2 separate regions of the Oryctolagus cuniculus genome follow, and region 1 is linked to region 2. A link is a contact called in public Micro-C data. All regions are on one chromosome and are shown on one strand. Each heading gives the region's core, a stretch centred on a gene start, on an enhancer-like site or on the middle of the called end of the contact. The rest is flanking DNA. Distances are from core to core; before and after follow the strand shown.

Region 1 (5,346 bases), core at 1,840-4,339, 130 kb before region 2:
CCTCCAGGCCGGCCAGCTTGGCCACCAGCGCTGTCTTGCCCACGCCACTCTTCCCAGACACGAAGACCTTGTAGCTGGCAGTGTCAATGGCCACAGACGGGGGCAGCACTGGCCGTTCAAGCAGCCCTGGTGTACGGAGGGCAGCAGAGGGTCAGAGGGCCAACCGTGCACCTGCCGCCTGGGACCCCAGGACGGACAACCGCACCTCCACGGGCGTCTTCAGGGCTGACCCCCCTTTCGTGGGTGTCAACATTTATCCCAGTGAGAGACAGGCAAGGAGAGAGACCCCCTCGACTCCTCTCTAAGCATCTGCTGCGGCCGGGCCGGGGCCGGGGTCAGGAACTGAAGGCTCAGCCCGTGGCAGGGACCAGGGACCCCACTGCCTGAGCCTCCCTGTGCCTCATCTGCTGCCTCCCTGCGCTGAGCTGGGGATGAAACTCAGGCACTGCAGGCTGGGACGCAGGTGTCCTAACCCGGCACCACTTCTAGGCCAGACGCTCTCACGCCAGCTTTACGGAAGCCTGAGACACGAAGAGACCGGCCTCCGTTCCTGCAGTGGATCCGCTGGTAGTTCTTCGCTGTTCTCGACCTTTCTGGGCGGGGGTCAGGGGTCAGGGGTCATAATGACACACTCAGGTGGGTATGCTCAGCGGTTAAGGACCTTAGGCGCTGTGGCGCAGGAGGTTCATCCTCTGCCTGAAGCGCCAGCATCCCATGTGGGCGCCGGTTCCAGTCCCGGCTGCTCCTCTTCTGATCCAGCTCTCTGCTATGGCCTGGGAAAGCAGCAGAAGATGGCCCAAGCACTTGGCCCCTGCACCTGCGTGGGCCTGGAGGAAGCTCCTGGCTTTGGATTGGCTCAGCTCTGGCCATTGCGGTCATTTGGGGAGTAAACCAGTGGATGGAAGACCTTTGTCTCTGTCTCTTCCTCTCACTGTATGTAACTCTACCTCTCAAATAAATAAGTAAAATCTTAAAAAAAAAAAAAAAAAAAACCCTCATGGCATTTGCTGGTGAAAACACTGCAAAGTCACCACTTTCCGCCAGTCCAGCAACTTGACCCTGACTGTGGTCCAGGAAACAGTGGCTCTGTGTTACTCCCAGGACATCGGCTCCACCTACTCGCACACAGCCGCAGGGGCAGTGACAGGTGACCCTCGGTGGGCCCTGCTCGGGGCGGCGTCCACGTGTGCCTCCTTCCCTTCCTCGGGTGCTCTATGGGGCAAACACTGTGGACACCCACTTTACAGAGGACAGACCTGAGTTATTCATGGTCGCAGGGCTAGGCAGTGGTGGGGTCTGGGTGACCCTCCCTCCAGCCCAGCCCACAGGAAGTAAAGTTTCAGTGGCCACAGGCGAAAGTCATACTTTGAATTTGACCAACTTCTAAAAAAATTAATAAATAAGAGTTACCCTTACCCACAAACTTCGGTTCATTACCTATCACGTGTAGCAAAGGGCTTAAGCCCAGCGACCAAAGGCACAAGGATCACCACCTGAGGTTCCTAGGATCAGGACAGCCCATCAGCCGCTCAAGGTCTGGTTTGGAAACCCTGGAGCTTGGACACAAAGGCTCAGAGGACTCTGGTCCTTTGCCACTCAGTGCGGCCCCTGCACTGCAGCACTGGCATCTCCTGCTGTCCAGAGGCCCCTGGGGCAGACTCTGCCCTTGAACAGGACCCTGGAGGACAGGGTCTGCCCCCACACTAGCGCTACAGGCTGGGCCTTGGCCCACTCCAAGTAATACCCAGGTGTTTTTTTTTTTTTTTTTTTTTTTTTTTTACAGGCAGAGTTAGACAGTGAGAGAGAGAGAAAGGTCTTCCTTCCATTGGTTCACCCCCCAAATGGCCACTACGGTCGGAGCTGCGCCGATCCGAAGCCAGGAGCCAGGTGCTTCCTCCTGGTCTCCCATGTGGGTGGGTGCAGGGCCCAAGGTCTTGGGCCATCCTCCACTGCCTTCCCGGGCCACAGCAGAGAGCTGGACTGGAAGAGGAGCAGCGGGGACTAGAACCAGCGCCCATATGGGATGCCGGCGCTTCAGGCCAGGGCTTTAACCCCTATTTGAAGAGTGATGCATGAGATGGTTCTCGCTGGCACCACTAACACACGTGTTGGAATTCCTCGATAGAAGAGCACGGCCTTCCACGACGCCTTCCTTACGAAAGTGTCTCAGTTACCACCAATCAGCCGCGCAGAGCCCCGGATGTGTGCACGCAGCTCTGCGGGCTAAGGGCTGGCAGCTTCTAACGTGCGGGCCCAGACCTTGGGGCGCGCTGGCGCTGGCTCCGTCCTGGGGAGCTGCGTCTTCTCCCACAGACACAGACCAGGGGTCGGGGCGCGATCCGCGCGGGGAGCGCGAGGTGCCCCCGCGGTCAGCGTGTCCGCCGCGGCCGCCGCGCTGGGCGGGATTTGGGCTGTTCCCGTGCTCCTGGCCCCGACGGTGGAATCCGCTGAGGGATCAGGGTCCCGGGGGCCCACGGCTGAGCACGCGAGGGCGCAGGCTCCCCACGGAGGGACGCGCGGCCGCGGGCACTCACCGAACAGCCGCCGGCGGCTCCTGCGCAGGACGCAGGCCAGGAACTCCTTGCCCTCGGGGCTCTCGTGCCAGTCTGGGACAATGGCCGAGCCGGGCGCGGGCGGGCGAGCCATGCTGGGCACCCTGGCGGGGGTGGGTGGGAGGGGGCGGCAGGGTGCTGAGAGCGGGCAGGGGGGGAGAGGGGACCCGGGACCCCTCTTAGTCCCCTCCGCCTCTCCCAGCGCAGAGGGCGCAGTTCCGAGCGCCCCCTCCTCCGTGTCACCCCGCACCCCGCCCCGGGGAGTCATCCCTTTATTTCCCTGGGCAGGGGGAGCGGGAGCCGTTTTCGGGGGTCACACAGCCCTGCTCCTCTCCCTCCTGGGTTCCGACTCCGGGAGCCACCCCCCAGCTCTCACCGTCAGCCACACGCGCTGGCGAGAACGCCTCGGTGGCGACGGTCTCTTTAAAAGCCTTGCGCTGAGCTCCCTGCCCGGCCCGCCGGGTCCGCTTCCGCCAGGCCTGCGTCCGGCTTCGGCGCGCGCGCCGCCCGGCCAGGCGCCGGGGCTCAGGACGCATGTGCAGAGGCCGTTGCCATGGGGACGCCGGGGCGGGGCCCGCTAACGCCGGCCGCTGCGCGGCGGTTGGGCGCCCGAGCCCGCGGGCGGTGACGTCAGGTCGGGGCCTCCGCCCAGGGCCCTTCCTTGCCGCTCCGAAGCTGGGAACGCCAGCGCGGACCAGCGCCTGCCCGCCTGCGGCGGACCTCCCAGCTCCCAGCCTGCGGCCCCGCGCCACTGCTGGACGCCGGGCAGTGGGCCGGCGGCGCCAACGCCCGCTGGGTGCACCGGCTGCGGAGGGGCCGCTCGGCGAACGCTGTCCATCAGTTTGTCGTCGATTTCCTGCAGTGCCTTCGAGTCGCGCGTGTGCCTGCCTTGCTAAGCCTGACCTAGGAGTTCCCGTTCACTGAAGGGCTGTGCCAGCAGCGAGGGCTGTAGAGGTCGCCTCATTTATAAAGCAGCCTGGAGCAATGGCATTCTCCCTCAGTCACGTAGCAGTCCATGTCTGTTTCCCCATACTGGGTTTCAGGTTTTTAAAAACTTTGCCGGGACCGGCGCTGTGGCGCAGTGGGGAAAGCCGCCGTCTGAGTGTCGGCATCCCATATGGCGCCGGTTCGGGTCCCGGCTGCTCCACTTCTGATCCAGCTCTCTTCTGTGGCCTGGGAAAGCAGTGGAAGATGGATCAAATGCTTGGGTCCCTGCACCTGCGTGGGAGACCCGGCGGAAGCTCCTGGCTCCTGGCTTCAGATCGGCGCAGCTCCGGCCGTTGCAGCCATTTGGGGAGTGAACCAGCAGAGGGAAGACCTCTCTCTCTCTGCCTCTGCCTCTCTACAACTCTGCCTTTCAAATAAATAATTAAAAAAAAAAAAAAAAAAAAAAAACACAAAACTTTGCCCCAGGGCGAGTGCTGTGGCATAGTAGGTGAAGCCACTGCCTGCGATGCCAGTATCAATAAGGGTGCTGGTTCAAGTCCTGGCTGCTCCACTTCCAATTCAGCTCCCTGCTAATATGCCTGGGAAAGCAGTGGAGGATGGCCCAGGTGCTTGGGCCCCTGCACCCATGTGGGAGACCCAGAAGAAGCTCCTGGCTTCTGCCTGGCTCAGGCCCAGCCGCAGCCATTGTGGCCATCTGGGGAGTGAACCAGCAGATCTGTGTCTCTCCCTCTCAGTAACTCTGCCTTCCAAATAACTAAAATAGATCTTTTTTAAAAAGAAAACCAAAAACTTTGCCCCAGCCACCAGAAGGGCTGTTCCCAGTGAGGCTGGAATCAGCCAGGGGGCCAGCAACCCACAAATCATGGAGGCCCACCGGGGGGGTGGGAGGGGACAAGGATGCGAAGACAGGGTGCTGTCCCCCATCCTGCTTGCCCCACAGCGAGGCAGAGGCGCAAGGAGCCATTCCTCGCCCAGACGCCCGGCTCACCTGCACGGCTCTTATAGCCCATTCACTCAGAGGCAGGGTTATTCACAGACCTTCCACCCACTGGGTCACTCCCCAAATGGCCTCAACAGCCAGGGCTGGGTCAGGACAAAGTCAGGAGCCAGGACCTCCATCCTGGTCCCCGACGTGGGCGGCAGGGACCCAAGCACTTGAGCCATCACCTGCCGCCTCCCAGGGTGCGCATTCGCAGGAAGCTCGACCTGAAGCAGAAAAACCTGGACTCAAGCCAGGAATTTCAGCGTGGGACAGGGGCATCCCCAGCAGTGTGGCCCGCTGTGCCACAACTGCTGCTCCACAATTCCAACAGTGTCCTCAGGGTTGTTTCCTTTCCTCTCCCCCTCGGGGAGACGCACCCCTGCCCGGGACGCACAGGTGCGGAGGTCAGCCCTCCTTGGATGCCGCCTCTCAGTGCCTTGGCTCCACAGAGAACTCTCCCTTCTGCCATGGCCCTGGCTGCGCTGGTCTCTCCCCCCACCGCAGGTTCTGATGGGCTTCTTCCCCTGGCTACATCTGAGCAGATGACCTCTGGCCATCACACCGGCACAGGTCACTCGACAGTGCCATCGACCCCGGCCACAGGCTGCCTTGGGTGTGCTGCGCCTCCCACAACCCTCTGCCTGGAACATGGGAAGTCTGTCTTTCCTGATGCCACGAAGCCATCAACATCCTGCATCGCTGACTGGAAGGCGAGGCCTGGGTGGTGCCCACCAGGGACCCCCAAGAAAAGCCGCCCTCATCTGCCCCTACCAGTTTAGCAAGGTGTGGCTATGATCTGATGTCCTCACAAATCTGTGAGGACATGGTCTAGACCTATTGGGAGCGACACTGTAAATCTCTGTA
Region 2 (4,762 bases), core at 237-2,736:
CAGAAACAGGAAGTCAAGAGAGCAGAAGACTAGCCAACTTGCCACTTTAACTTCTAAATAAAGACCAGTCACATTGGACACATGCTTGGAATTCATAATAATCATTAGCCATACAAATTGCAAATTGTCACAGCAGGAAGTGGTCACTTCAGAAAGATTAACGGTATGCTAGAAACATGAGCAAGACACACTCCATGTTGGATAAACTGATTATCGCATCTAACATGTAACACTAGTGAATGATGTGTTTTTTATACCGAGAGGACTACAGGACCGTGTCAGTGTGAGTGTTTGCTTTTTCCCCCTTTTGCTTTGGTGTTTTGGGAAAGAAAGAATGACTAGAGAGGTGAAATATGTTTATAAATAGTCCTCGTGCAGGCAAGAAAACCCCCATGATGATAACAGCTAACCCTTTAGAACTTTTACCAGGGGTCAGACGGATTCTAGGCTATTCGGCAGAGTAATTCATTTAATCCTTACAGTGTACCTTTGAAATAGCTACAAATACCATCTCTGTCTTTAACTCTTAGGGCAACTGAGATACAGAAATCTTTAGAAACTTGCGTAAGATGAGGCAACTTGTTGAAATTGGAAGCACCTGAAGTTGACCTTTGACAGTCTTTAACTTTAATGGTTTTACAGAGATTGTCCATCCGCTGATTCACTCTCCAAAGGGCTCCAACAGCCGGGATGGGGCCAGGCCAAAGCCAGGAGCCAGGAGCTTATTCCGGGTCTCCCATTTGGGTGCAGGGGCCCAAGGACTTGGGCCGTCTTCCACTGCTTTCCCAGGCACATTAGCAGAGAGCTGGAAGTGGAGCAGCCGGGACTTGAACCAGCGTTTGTATGGGATGCCAGCACTACAAGTGGCAGCTTCACCTGCTACATCACAGCGCTACACCACATGCATAATTTCATAGAAACTGCTGAGATCCAGGAGAACTGTAGCAGCTGGGACTCCCATTGGTTGTCCCAGTTCAGGTGCAATAATGTCAACTAACGGTAGCAGTTTTACATTGCAGCGAGTGATACAAAGTAACGATAATAAATGATTCAACTATCGCTTTACAAGCAGGAAATCCTGCGACCATTTTCACCCCATCAGACAGAAATGGTGAGCGGTTTTATGCATCAACAGGTATTTTCCATCATTTGCTGAGGTATAAAAATGTTTTCAGAGTTCTGAAGAAACGACCATCTGCAGTTTGGGAAAACAACGACTCATTTTAAAAAACAAGAATTGTCAGTAATTGCCTGCCCGTAGCAAAGATGGTTCCAAAGAATTCACTTTCCGGACTACAGACGGCGCCTGGGACTCCCAACTCCGTAAAAGCGAGAACGCATTACCCTTAAGAAAGATGGCAGCTTCCGAGCTTCCCCGCCCTCTTCCAAGATGGCAGCCCCGGTACTCGTGGGCCAGTGCCCGGGGCCGCTTCCGGGTAAGGCAGGGGGCGGGGTCCATTGAGGAAAGCCTTGCGTGCCCGCGCCCGCGACGGCGGCGCGCTTCAGGGCGCAGGCGCGGGGAGGGGTGGGGGAGGAGGGAAAGCGGCGAGTAAGATGGAAGATGAGGAGGTCGCTGAGAGCTGGGAGGAGGCGGCAGACAGCGGGGTAAGGAGGAGCCGCCGCCCCGGGGCAGGGCCGGGCGGGACCTGGCGTGAGGGAAGCCTCCGGGGAGTGGGTCTGGGGATGATTCTCCCCCAGGAAGGGCCCCCTGCGCCGGGCCGGGGGTGGAGGAGAGGCCCCCGGTTCCTGAGCGCCGCGAAGGCCTCTTAAAGGGGCCGCGTTCCAATTCCTCCCTCACCTTTGCCCGGTGCGCCTGCCTCCGCCCCAGCCCCCAGCGTGCGCGTCACCCGGGGAGCCCCACCCGGCACCGGGGCCTGCTTTCGTGGCCCCCGCGCCCGCTCGCCCGCCCTGGGCCCCGGGGGCCCGTGCTTTCCCGTCGGGCCCCCCCGCGGCCGGGGCACCATTTTAAAGTTCATGTGCTCTGACGAGGAGGGGCTCCCATGTTGGGGTGGGCGGCCTGGCCAGACCTGGAGGCGGCCGGGGGCGCAGCCGGGGGCTGGGGGCGGGAAACCGGGTCCTCTCGGATCCGCGCCACACTGCTGAAATCCCCCGCCACGGTGGGCGAGTCTGGGCTTTTTCTCTTTCGCTTTTGCTCGGAGTCCGCGCACGGCGGATCCCCGGGGGCCCTGCGGGCAGCCCCTGTCCCGGGGACCCCCGGCCGGGGTGGGGGAGGGGTGCGAGGTGGGAAGGGGCCGCCTTCCCGGGAGGGGAGGGGGAAGGCGGCCGTTCGACCTATTTTGGAGTTCCTGTTCGCCTCCGGGAGCGGCAGGGAAGGTGGATGCAGTGCTGTTGGGCTGGTGTCGGGTCTGGTCCGAGGCTGACGCCGGGAGAGTGGGCGCGAGACCTCTGCGTGCGCTCGCGCTGGTGGCTGCGGTGCTGCCTCGGGGACGCCCACCGTGGAGGTCCGTGTGGGTGCCCGGGCGGCGGTGGGCGCCTGCCCGCCTGTCCGCCGGAATGTCGAAACTTGGCTTCAAGGTTTTTTCCGCTGGTTCAGCGTTTCTGTCACGGTCGTTTATGTTTTTCCACTTCGCGCAGGGGAGGACCGGCTCCTGGACTTGTGGCTTGGGGCGAAGTTAGAGCTTTCCGCGGGAGGGGCAGGTGTCGTGTGCGTCCAGACAGCGCCGGGGCCGCGGGGTGCTGGGCCCTGTGCCAGGGAGGCTAAGTCACCCCGACGCCCCGCGGGCCGCCCCTGCCGAAAAAGCGTGGCCCACGGTTTGTGACCCACATAGGTTTCTTGGGTATCTTCGCCCTTTCTTGGTTTTCCTTACTGGTTTCAGAGGAACAGGAGAGTCTCGTGCCAAAGAGAGAGAGAAATGAAAGGAACAGGACGGAGGCGCGACGCAGGCGCGGGTTCGCTTTCGTGTTAGAATGGGAAGGCTGCGCAGAGATCAGCCACGCCGGCGCCCGTGCAGCCAGATGCAGCCAGATGCAGCCGGGGTCTTTCTGGTGTTGGTCCAGTATGCCGCTGCCGTCCTAGGGACGTGCTGGGGCGGAGAACGGAGTGGCACTGCCTGATTCAGGTTCCCTTATGTGTCGTATTTAATTGAATCCTGGGAACAACTTGTTGAGGCACTGCCCTCCCTTTATAGATGGGAGCCGTCTTGCGGAGGGTCACACTGAGAGTCCGTGGGAAGCTGACTCCCTACCTGGAAACCTGGGGGCAGACTTCGGAATTGGGCATTAGCTTTCGTTGTTAATACACTTGCTTTGGGCTCATATTTGAAGCCTTAGATTTGATTTCCTTTCAAATTTCACAAAGAATCTTGCAGATATGCACACTTTTGGAGGAGGGGCCCAGAGGGGAAGGGAGGAAGTGACTCCACGTGTCAGCCAGTTTTATGGTCTCTCAAATGCGGGCAACTCAAGGGTCGCCCACTTCCACCTCCAAGCCAAATCTCGTGGAGAAAAGATTGGCTGATGGGGGTTGCTTGATTCAAAAAGTGATCCCTCCCCTCCAGCTCTCCCAGCAGGCTTCCGTTATGCCGGAATCTCGTCTGTGTCCCTGCATCTGAGGTCCTTGTTTCCTGTGTTTCGTCAGAATGCCCGGTGTTGAGTCATGTTATTCAGGAAAAAACTGACTTTGAAAGATACTTCAAATAATCTAAATAGGCTGGTTTTGGCATTAGCTAGTACAGTAAACAATCAACTATAAAATTATTCTTTTTCCTGTTTGCTCCCAAGGGGTTAACATCCACAGTCAAGGGACAGTTCAGGAACGGTGATTTGCATTTCACCAAGGAGATAGTTCTTTTAAAATATCCTGCCTTTGGGAGAGAGAAAAATAAAGAATTGTGCTAATGTTGGCTTAGCCTTAAGTTGTGTCCTTTATCGTAAGCAAATCTCAAGGGACAGATGGAGCCTTTTGTGTTTGGAGACATCTTTTTGCTCCAGAAAGTGTCAGCTCCAGTCTGATCAGTGTTGGCTAGTGTAGAGCTGGTGTGTGTTCACCAGTTGTCCTCCGATGAAAGGCGGCCCAGGCCGGCCACTGGTGATGCGCTTGCCCTGCTGGAGAGGCAGGTGACGCACGTGTGGACCTGGGCTGATGACTGTTTGCAAAGCCTGGGCCAGCCCTGACTCCACTGCCTCTCAAAAGTGTCGCTTTGTTCTTTTTCTCAAGATCAAGTCACATAGCTGATGGGGAGAAAGTGCGTCCTTGATGGTTGGTCTTCTGGACTAAGAATTCAGTGTTTTGTTTTGTTTTAAGATTGTATTTATTTGAAAGGCAGAGATCCAAAGGGGGGGGGGTGGAGGGAGAGATATCTTCCATCTTCTGTTTCGCTCCCTAAATGGCCATAATGGCCTGGGCTGAGCCAGGCCAGAGCCAGAGTGAAGAGCTTCTTCCTGGTCTCCCACTGAGGACAGGGGCCCAAGCACTTGGGCCTTCTTCCACTGCTTTTCCCAGGTGCATTAGCAGGGCACTGGATCAAAAGTGGAGTAGCCAAGACTCAAACTGGCACCTGTATGGGATACTGCAGGTGGAGGCTTAACCTACTACACCAAGCACTGGCCCCAAGAATTCAGTTTTTCTTTCTTTCTTTCTTTCTTTTTTTTTTTTTTTAAAGATCTATTTATTTGAGAGTTATAGATACGGAGAAGAAGAGGCAGAGAGAGGGGTCTTCTTGTCCACTGGTTCACTCCCCAAATGGCCGCAATGGCCGAGCTGGCCAATCAAAAGCCAGGGGCCAGGAACTTCTTCCGGGTC

What was found. Hi-C and Micro-C count contacts between places; a contact is called where the count stands out from the background.
Region 1: a Micro-C map of ear pinna shows a contact between it and region 2, with 10 times the contacts expected there. The contact joins the promoter of CPLANE2 here to the promoter of SZRD1 in region 2. A contact is called at or near these places in 4 of 6 Hi-C or Micro-C datasets (ear pinna, psoas muscle, skin fibroblasts and 1 more).

Annotation. Positions count from the first base shown.
Region 1 is chr7:153,432,765-153,438,110 of mOryCun1.1, reverse strand. It overlaps CPLANE2 (ciliogenesis and planar polarity effector complex subunit 2), which reads right to left and starts at 3,089. Exons shown (of 7, transcript XM_051836563.2): 1 at 2,929-3,089; 2 at 2,535-2,656; 3 at 1-126. The coding sequence starts at 2,646.
Region 2 is chr7:153,300,818-153,305,579 of mOryCun1.1, reverse strand. It overlaps SZRD1 (SUZ RNA binding domain containing 1), which reads left to right and starts at 1,486. Exons shown (of 4, transcript XM_051836577.2): 1 at 1,486-1,605. The coding sequence starts at 1,555. It overlaps LOC138850723 (a long non-coding RNA gene), which reads right to left and starts at 1,605. Exons shown (of 2, transcript XR_011390874.1): 1 at 1,256-1,605.